2 separate regions of the Sus scrofa genome follow, and region 1 is linked to region 2. Evidence: chromatin contacts called from public promoter capture Hi-C data. All regions are on one chromosome and are shown on one strand. The core of a region is the stretch at or near the end of the contact, and the rest is flanking DNA. Distances in the headings are between cores, read along the strand shown. Region 1 holds the start of PPA2 (inorganic pyrophosphatase 2, mitochondrial). Region 2 holds the start of GSTCD (glutathione S-transferase C-terminal domain-containing protein).

Region 1 (4,079 bases), core at 8-2,507, 220 kb after region 2:
TATTGAGGTATCATTGATGTACATTACATAAATTTCAGCTGTAGAACATAAAATTACTGCTCTTCCTGTTTTTGTTGTCATAGACTGAATAACCAAAATATTTAATTTTCTTTAAAAGTTTTAATTTCTACTTTTAAATATCTTATTTACTGCTGTCTTCTGGATTCTCCCACTCTGATTTATTACAAGAATTGACCTTAATGTTTGACCACAAAGTCACCCATAACCTTGACAAGGGGGAAGCCATTTGGACTGAGATGAGAAAAAAAAACAAAAACAAAAACTGAAAGAAGACTGAAGACATGAAGACTGTGCCTGTGGACAATGTTCCCATATTTTTTTCTGGAAAGCCAATAACCAGAAGTTCACATGAGAACGATTTGGTAGAAAAAGGGTTCCAGGAACAATTTGACTCAACAATAAAGGAGCCATTATCTAGGAAGGCATGATGGATGCTCCATCCTTCAAAAATACTTAATCTCAAATCTTTTAAAATTTTTCTTATTTTTTTTTTGGGGGGGGTTGGCCGTCCCCCGTGAGAAGCAGAAGTTTCCAGGCCAGAATGAAGCCGTACCACAGCAGTGACAATGGATCCTTAACCCACTAGGCCACCATGGGACTCCCTAAATCCCAAATCTCAAGTATTTGGTAATCTGTACAATCCAGGGAGCGGCAGGGTGAAGTAGGGAATGCGATTAAGTTCACAAAACACATAGGCACAGTACGAAGTGCCATTGTATAAATGAAAATGTAAGAAAAAGAAAATATAAATCACCTCTACTTGGGTTAAATGCAAAAGGGCTTCATGGAGGAGAAGGCATCTGAGGAAGTTACACGTTCCCCGCCCGCCCACTTAAATCAGTGTCAAGGTCAAGTCTTCGCAAGGAGGCCTTATCATTACGTCTCCTACAGATATTTTTGTGCGTGCACATGCTTGCGTCCTACATTGAAGAGGATCTAGAACAATGCTTAGGAGAGAGTAATCACTCAATATTATAATTATAATAAAAAATGATAGTAAATATCGACTGGATGAGAAAGGAGTGTAGGCATATATGCATTAAAGAACAGTAAGCTCCTCAGGGGTGGTGGACGTTTTCCTGTTCACTTCTGAACCCTGGCCTCGCTGCGGGTACAATGTGCATTATCGGCAATTTGCTCGGCGCTCTAATTTCGATAATCAGTCTCCAGGGCCCGGCCTGGCGGGGGCGGGGTTATAAACCCCCGGCCGGGAGTGGAGACTCCGGGCGGTAGGAGGCGCCGGCGCGCGGCCGGGCCAGTCCCCGGCACCACCCGCGCGAAGCTGGACCGCGGTCGACGCCATGCGTGCTCTGCTGCAGCTGCTGCGCACAAGTGGGATCCGGCGCGCCGGCGCCCCTGCTGTCGCAGCCGCGCGTCTGCCGCTGGGAGCTAGCGCAGGGCCCGGGCCGCGCCGCGCCATGGCTCTGTACCGCACGGAAGAGCGCGGCCAGCCCCATTCGCCCGATTACCGTCTCTTTTTCAGTAAGTAGTTCCCGGGAACCCCACCTCGCGGCGCGCCTGAGGCCCGCGATGGGACCTGTGCCCCGTACCCCCCGCGCGGTCCCCATCTCCTCCTTCTTTCGGGCCCGCTGCAGTGGCCGCGCGGTCCAAGCAACCTTCCCGCTTGGGGCGTGGGGGGGGGGGGCGGTGCGCCGAGCCTCCGGCGATTGGCCAGCGCTGAGCTGCCAACACTGGGGCGGCGGACTAAGTCCCCGAACGCGGAGCGCAGAGGCGCAGAGCGGGAGGCGGGGTCACGCCAGGTTGTCTTAGAAGCAGCCAGCCGCCCTCCGCATGCCGGGGGCGGAGCGCGTGGGAGCGCGCCGTCACCCTTCGGCCGCCGGTGACCGTTTGCCCAGCTCCCGCCGCCGTGCTGGTTTCGCGTAACCTCGTTGTGAACGCGGAGGGGCACAGTCCGCCCGCCAGCCCGCCCTCCTGGGGGGCGTGACAAAGCGTCTGCTGGGAAGGGCCGCCAACGATTGGAGAGGCTGGCGGAACTTCGGAGACGCCTGGTCCAGCGGCTGTGTTTCGGCACTGGGGGGCGGGGACTTGAGGAAGGATCTCCCAGCAAAGTGAATTGATATTCCAGGTTTGCACCTTGAATGTGGTCCACAGTCCGGAGGAACCTCTTTGGTTCTGCAGTAGCCCCTCCTTTTCCCCAAATTGAGCCAGCCCCAGAGGGCAAAGCGAATTGGGGCACTGACCTGGCTGACTTAAGATAGGAAATGACCGTGGTGTCCGTTATTCTCATTTCACTGTGAAGGTTAGCCATGATAACCCTGATATTTCACTGTGAAGGTTAGCCATGACGTGAAATAGGGGGGTTGGTTAATTGCCTTCATGCTCTTCTGATTTCAGAGCCCTGAAGGGAGTGGTACCTTTTTTCTGTGAAGTCGGCCTTGCCTTATCGCCCACTTTTTAGGGACACCAGCTGTGGAGATTTTCAGATCTCAGCTCCGAGTCCTGGAGTCTTAGCTCTGTGACCTTGGAGGAGCTTCCTTATCTTGCGAAACCTTAGTTTTTCCTCATCTGTAAAATAGTGCTGTGAGAACTACAAGACAGTATATACAAAGTGATTAGTCACAGGGCCTAGCATATAAATGACTATTATTAATAATACTTGTGGTCATTATTGATACCTATAATTTGTAAAATGTTTACGCATATGCTACTTGAGTGTTTTATAGGAGAGAAAACTGAATCTGGGGTAGTTTTGTGGTTATAATGCAGCTGATGGTAAAAATCCCAATTTTCTTTAAAATTGGCTGCATATATTCTTCGATCCTTATTAGGTCAAGACTGATCAGGTGGAGAAGAACCATTAACAAGAAGACCCAAATTTCTAAAAGGATTGTTCCAAAAGGACAATTTGAGGAATGGCTTTCCATAGAAAGTGTTTTAAAAATGACAGGTTTTTTAAGTAGATAAAAGCTGTCTAACTCATAAGACGGTGAAAGTATTCTATATTTGCGGCACATACAGTGATAAATGATAGACCAAAAAAAAAGAAATATTTATGAAGTGGGCTAGATGCTGTTAGATGTGGCACTGAGGAGATTTTAATTATGGGCCCTGAGCTCAAGAGATTCATAGTAGCAATATAATTAATTAAGGAAAATACAAAAGCACTGAAAAATACTTATTTGAATGTTGGCTGAGAAAAAAGCAGTCTAAAGGCTCCTGGAGCACTGGCTTTGGAATGGGGAGCCCTAGGCCTTAATTCTGGCTCTGCAGTAACTCTCACTGTGCGGTTGGGCAGGTGATTGCTTCAATTCTTACATGGCCAGTTCTTTTAACTGTAAAATAAAGCAGTTGACCTACCAGTGACCCTCAAGGTCCTTCTTAGTACCGAAATTCCTTAAAGGTATTAGATGAATAACAGATATGCCTAACATCTCTTGGCACAGGGCCTGTTAGGGCATTTCTGAAGCTGTATTGGGCTTTTGCTGTGGTTTCTTTAACTACAAGTGATTTCAGACTCATGATTTTTCTGTAGCTAGAATACAGTGAATAAAATTTTTTTTTCACTCGGAATAAAAGACAAAAGAAGAAAAAACGTTTTGCTGAGGAAAATGGGCAAGAATTGGAAGAAAAGGAGGGTGGAGTTTGGGGGAGGGGCCAGGGGGTGAGAGAGTCTTTGCAAGGCACTGTTGGCTTAAACAATTCCTGAACTAAACACCAGGTGGCATCCTTGGCCGGCGACGGTTTACCTCTTGCTGGAAGGGGTGGGATAAAGTGAAAGGAAAGCACTTTGGGATTAGCAGGGTAAGGGGAAAACAGTGCACAATTTGCTCTTTATAAAGATGGTCACAGATTGGATATTTTAAACTCAGGCAGTGTCTGTATGCAGTGGTAGAGTGCAGTTACTTCACTTCAGAGCAGAACGTGAGTACAGCACTAGTGGGCTGAGAAGAGCTCTTTAGCATTATCACAGTGGAATCATTTCCCACATTTCCCAATGGATCCCAAGTCTCAGAAACAGTAATGCACTTGGGAGGTAGGTCATTTTTGAGCTTCATTTCTTTAAATGGTTTCTTTCTACCATTTAGAAGAATCAGACT
Region 2 (3,964 bases), core at 1,195-3,694:
AAAAAAAAACAAGCTATTACAGTGCTCATTACATGTAAAGATACATACTGTTAAGGTTTAGAGGATAAAAGCCTATGATTAAAATTAGCTATTTTCTTATCTGGGCAAGAAGTGAAAAAAAAAACAATGTTTGAAAGTAAAAAAAAAAAAAAAAACTTACTATAACTTCAGCCATAAAGGAAGTGTGTCATCCTCTCTCTGGAGAATGAGAGAATCATCTGTTGCCATAGAATCATAATGCTGCAGCTAAGACTGACCTCATAATTAACAGAGATCCAGAGCATGAAACACTAACGTGTTGGAAACATCAGCAAGCCCGAAATATAATTACTGAATCCCCACAGCAAACGATACTTATGCTTATTATGAACTAAATGGTTTAAATCCTTGTTTCCCATGTACCACTCATAACAAAATTAGTAGGCTACTTTAAAAAGCTGAACATAAAAACAACAAAACAACATATGCTAAGGAACTGTATATGCTACAGATGTTTTAATTGACTAGCCTCAGAATTTGTTGTTTCAAGGTCTGCTAAATTGTTGCTGTTAGAAAATCCAATTAGATACACAGTTATTCTTATTTCAAATGGCAGTGGATACAAAAGCTACAAAGTAAACACGGGTTAAAATAAAAGCAAAATCAAACCCCACAAAACACTTGATGAACCCACTACTATATAAAAAGTTTAAGTTCGAATTTTGTTTAAAGCAAACAGGTAAGAGAAGTGTAAAAAAAAAATTTCTTTTCAAATCTCACTGACTTTCTCGCAGATTTATTTTGGAAGTTAGGCCTCTTAAAACAATGCCTTCAAACAATTTCAAATAATGAGTATGCTTAAGGCAATCATCTCAGTAGAGTATATTCTCCACCAGGTAGTTAAAAAAAGTCCCAGAGCTTAATGTTGGATTTATTAAATACAACAGCAAATCAATCAATTGAATTTATAGCAAAGAATTTATTTTCATAATATTTAAATGGCCATGGTTAATGTTTATATTGTCACACCACTAGTCTTGCCAGCTTTTGCATTTTTCTCCTTTAAACACTGTTCCTAGATAAGCTTAGAAAAATGTAAACATACTCTACCTTTCTTAAATAATTTAGCACAAGATCTATTATTAAATGTTGGCAAGAACTTATGACAAGGAATGGGCTCCCGGCATTAAGAGATCATGACCTTAAGAGTATCGGCGGAGTTCCCATTGCCGCGCAGTGTAAATGAATCTGACTAGTATCCATAGGATATGGATTCAATCAGTGGGTCGCAGATCCCACCTTGCCCTGAGTGGTGGTGTAGGTCACAGACTTTGCTCGGATCCTGAGTTGTTGTGGATTAGGCTGGTGGCTATAGCTCAGATTCCACCCCTAGCCTAGGAACTTCCATATGCCTAGACTGTGGCCCTAAAAAGCAAAAAAAAAAAAAAAAAAAAAAAAAAAAGGGGGGGAATAAGGGGAAAAGGAGTTCCCGATGTGGCTCAGCAGTAACGAATCCGACTAGTGTGCATGAGGACACTAGTCTGATCCCTGGCCTCAGTGGGTTAAGGATCCCATTGCTAGGGCTGTGGTGTAGGTCGGCAGCTGTAGCTTCCATTGGACCCCTAGTCTGGGAATTACCATATGCCAAGGGTGTGTCCCTAAAAAGCCGAAACAAACAAACAGTCACCTAATCCCAAACCAAGTAGAATTGGTGTGGGAAGTACGTGTATTAGTAAACGTTTCTGAAGTAAAAGCAATTTTCATGCAAGTTAAACCCAAACTTTCTATAGGAGTTTAAACCAAAGTGAAACGCTACTTTGATGGTAGTGCAGAAACAAATCGCCCAAAATGTAGGGGGTTCTTTGGAGCAACTGTTAGGTAGTATTCACATACTACTGCTTTCTCCAATGAGGAAGGGCTGGAATAGAAAACTCAGTAGAAAAAAAGATAAAAGTTAAAAGAGTGACCCAAGAGGTCTTAACTACACTTAGCAGCAAATGGCGAACGACCGAACAGACTGCTGCAACTGGAAGCTGCTCCTTTCCCCTTCAGTAAATGAAGCCATGGGGACTGGCCCTGGAAAAATTGCGAAGGGGCCCGGACCCCTCCACTCTTCCCGCCCTTCTTCGCATCGTCAACCCTGCCGGTCCCTGGATGAAAGAGGAGTCTTTGCAGGGTCTTGAGGACTGAGGAGCCGGCGGCGCGAGCGCCCTCCTTACCTGGTCGCAGAGGCGCGGCCAGGCAGGGAGGGTGCGTGAACGTGTCAACACTGGCCGCCAGCGCATTCCCGCCCCGCCCGAGCCGGGTTTCCCGAGGTCGCTTTAGGAAGTCTTCGCCTGCAGACCGCTCGCAGCTCCACGCGGCAGGGAAAAAAACAACAGAAGCAGCGCCGGGGAAACAGCAGCACCTGCCGTCATTCATAATCCGGCGCACCGGAAGAAGGTGGTTACGTCACTTCCTCCCGTCGCACAGTGAAAACGTTCCCCAGTCGACCCTGCTGCGGGAACTTTTGTTTTTCCGCTCTCCCGGCGGGCTAGTGCTGGGACCTGTTCGTCAGGCCACCGGGAACGGACGGAGCAGCGGGGCGGAGCGGTGAGTTGCGACGAGCCCCTCGGTTCCCAGCCGCCTCTGGGAGGCTTGAGACCTCCGCGAGGGGTGAAGTGGGACGGTAGTACTGTGCGGTCTTAGTTTCCTCGCCTCTTGTGAGGAAACTCATAATTTGCAGGCGGTCGAATGCCCAGTCTGACCATTCTCCCCTTACAGTTGGGGTCGTGCTTCCCCCGAAGGTTTTGCAGGCTGGGGTCAGCGGACCGAGGTTACAGCCCCAGGGATTGGGACCTTGGAACCCTGTCTCGGACCTTCCTCGGAAGGTTTTGGCGACTTCTCTGTGCAGCTCCCTCTGCCTCCTCTCATCTTCATTGGGCTCACTTGTCAAGACCCTTCCCGATGTTAGGCCTTCGGTGGGTCTTGCCTTTGATCAGAAGATTGATATTCCTTTTCTGAGTGTCGTTTTTCAGATTTTCTGTCGGTTGGTTGGTTTGGAATTAGGTTCTTTCCGCCTGTTGTCGTTTCCGGATGTGTGCCTAAGGTCATCAGTGTAATCCAGGGCCAAGATCCAGGAGGAATAAAAAGGGCAGTATCTTTAAAAGGGTATTTATTAGGATGAGTTGCATGAGTTTGCAAAGGGCAAAGCTTTCTAGAGCCGTTATTGAGGTGGCAACCCCAATATTGCACTCTGCCTGAATAGGTTCAGCTTCCTTCATCTCGTGCACGTGAAACTCCAACTTTGGACTTCTTTTAATGTTAGCTTGTAAGATAGATAATGGGATCTAGAGGAAAGCATATATTTATATATGAATACCCAATTTAGGTTGGAGAAATCACAGAAGCCCTAGAAAGTGACATTTAAAAAAACCCTAGTGCATTCACTCAACAAATATTTTTGAGAATATGTTAAATTCCAAGCACTAGGTATGTAACAGTTCTGAATAAAAGAATTCCCTTCTTGCATGGAGTTTACAGTCTAGTGGGGTTAATGAATTTAAATCACATGGAGGATTGGGTAGAGAGTAATGCAGATAGGAACATTGTACAAATCCCATGTCATGAAAAAGGTGTTTTCTGCTTTGTATTGTTTTTGCTTTTTTGATATTTGAGGGCTTGAGGTGGGATTGGGGGTGGGAGGAGTCTGGAGGGTGGTAATAGCTTTGAGTTTCTTTTTTGTTGCTTATTGCAGAGGGACTTTGGAAATGATTAGAATTGTGTAGAAGGAAAAAAACTATTATCCTTTGATCTCTAATAATTCTTTGGCCATTATTTTTTGGTACTTTACAAAATACAAACGTGATGGTAAAAAGATAGCCTTTCCCCTTAAAGTAGTCAGAGATTTATAGAGAATATAACAAATGTGCAAAAAAAAGAAAACAGAAAAAAAAAGACTGTGGTTCAAGGTAGAAAGTTCCAGTACCTTGAGAATGCACTCCAA

What was found. Promoter capture Hi-C pulls out the DNA fragments that hold promoters and counts their contacts.
Region 1: a promoter capture Hi-C map of liver shows a contact between it and region 2, with 4 times the contacts expected there. The contact joins the promoter of PPA2 here to the promoter of GSTCD in region 2. A contact is called at or near these places in 2 of 5 promoter capture datasets (fetal liver and liver) and 2 of 2 datasets of contacts at active chromatin or transcription factors (alveolar macrophages and skeletal muscle).

What each region holds. Positions count from the first base shown.
Region 1 is chr8:116,248,274-116,252,352 of Sscrofa11.1, forward strand. PPA2 (inorganic pyrophosphatase 2, mitochondrial) reads left to right here and starts at 1,258. Exons shown (of 12, transcript XM_021101713.1): 1 at 1,258-1,503. The coding sequence starts at 1,323.
Region 2 is chr8:116,029,432-116,033,395 of Sscrofa11.1, forward strand. GSTCD (glutathione S-transferase C-terminal domain-containing protein) reads right to left here and starts at 2,445. Exons shown (of 12, transcript XM_021101711.1): 1 at 2,199-2,445. The coding sequence starts at 2,400. It overlaps INTS12 (integrator complex subunit 12), which reads left to right and starts at 2,433. Exons shown (of 7, transcript XM_021101712.1): 1 at 2,433-2,571.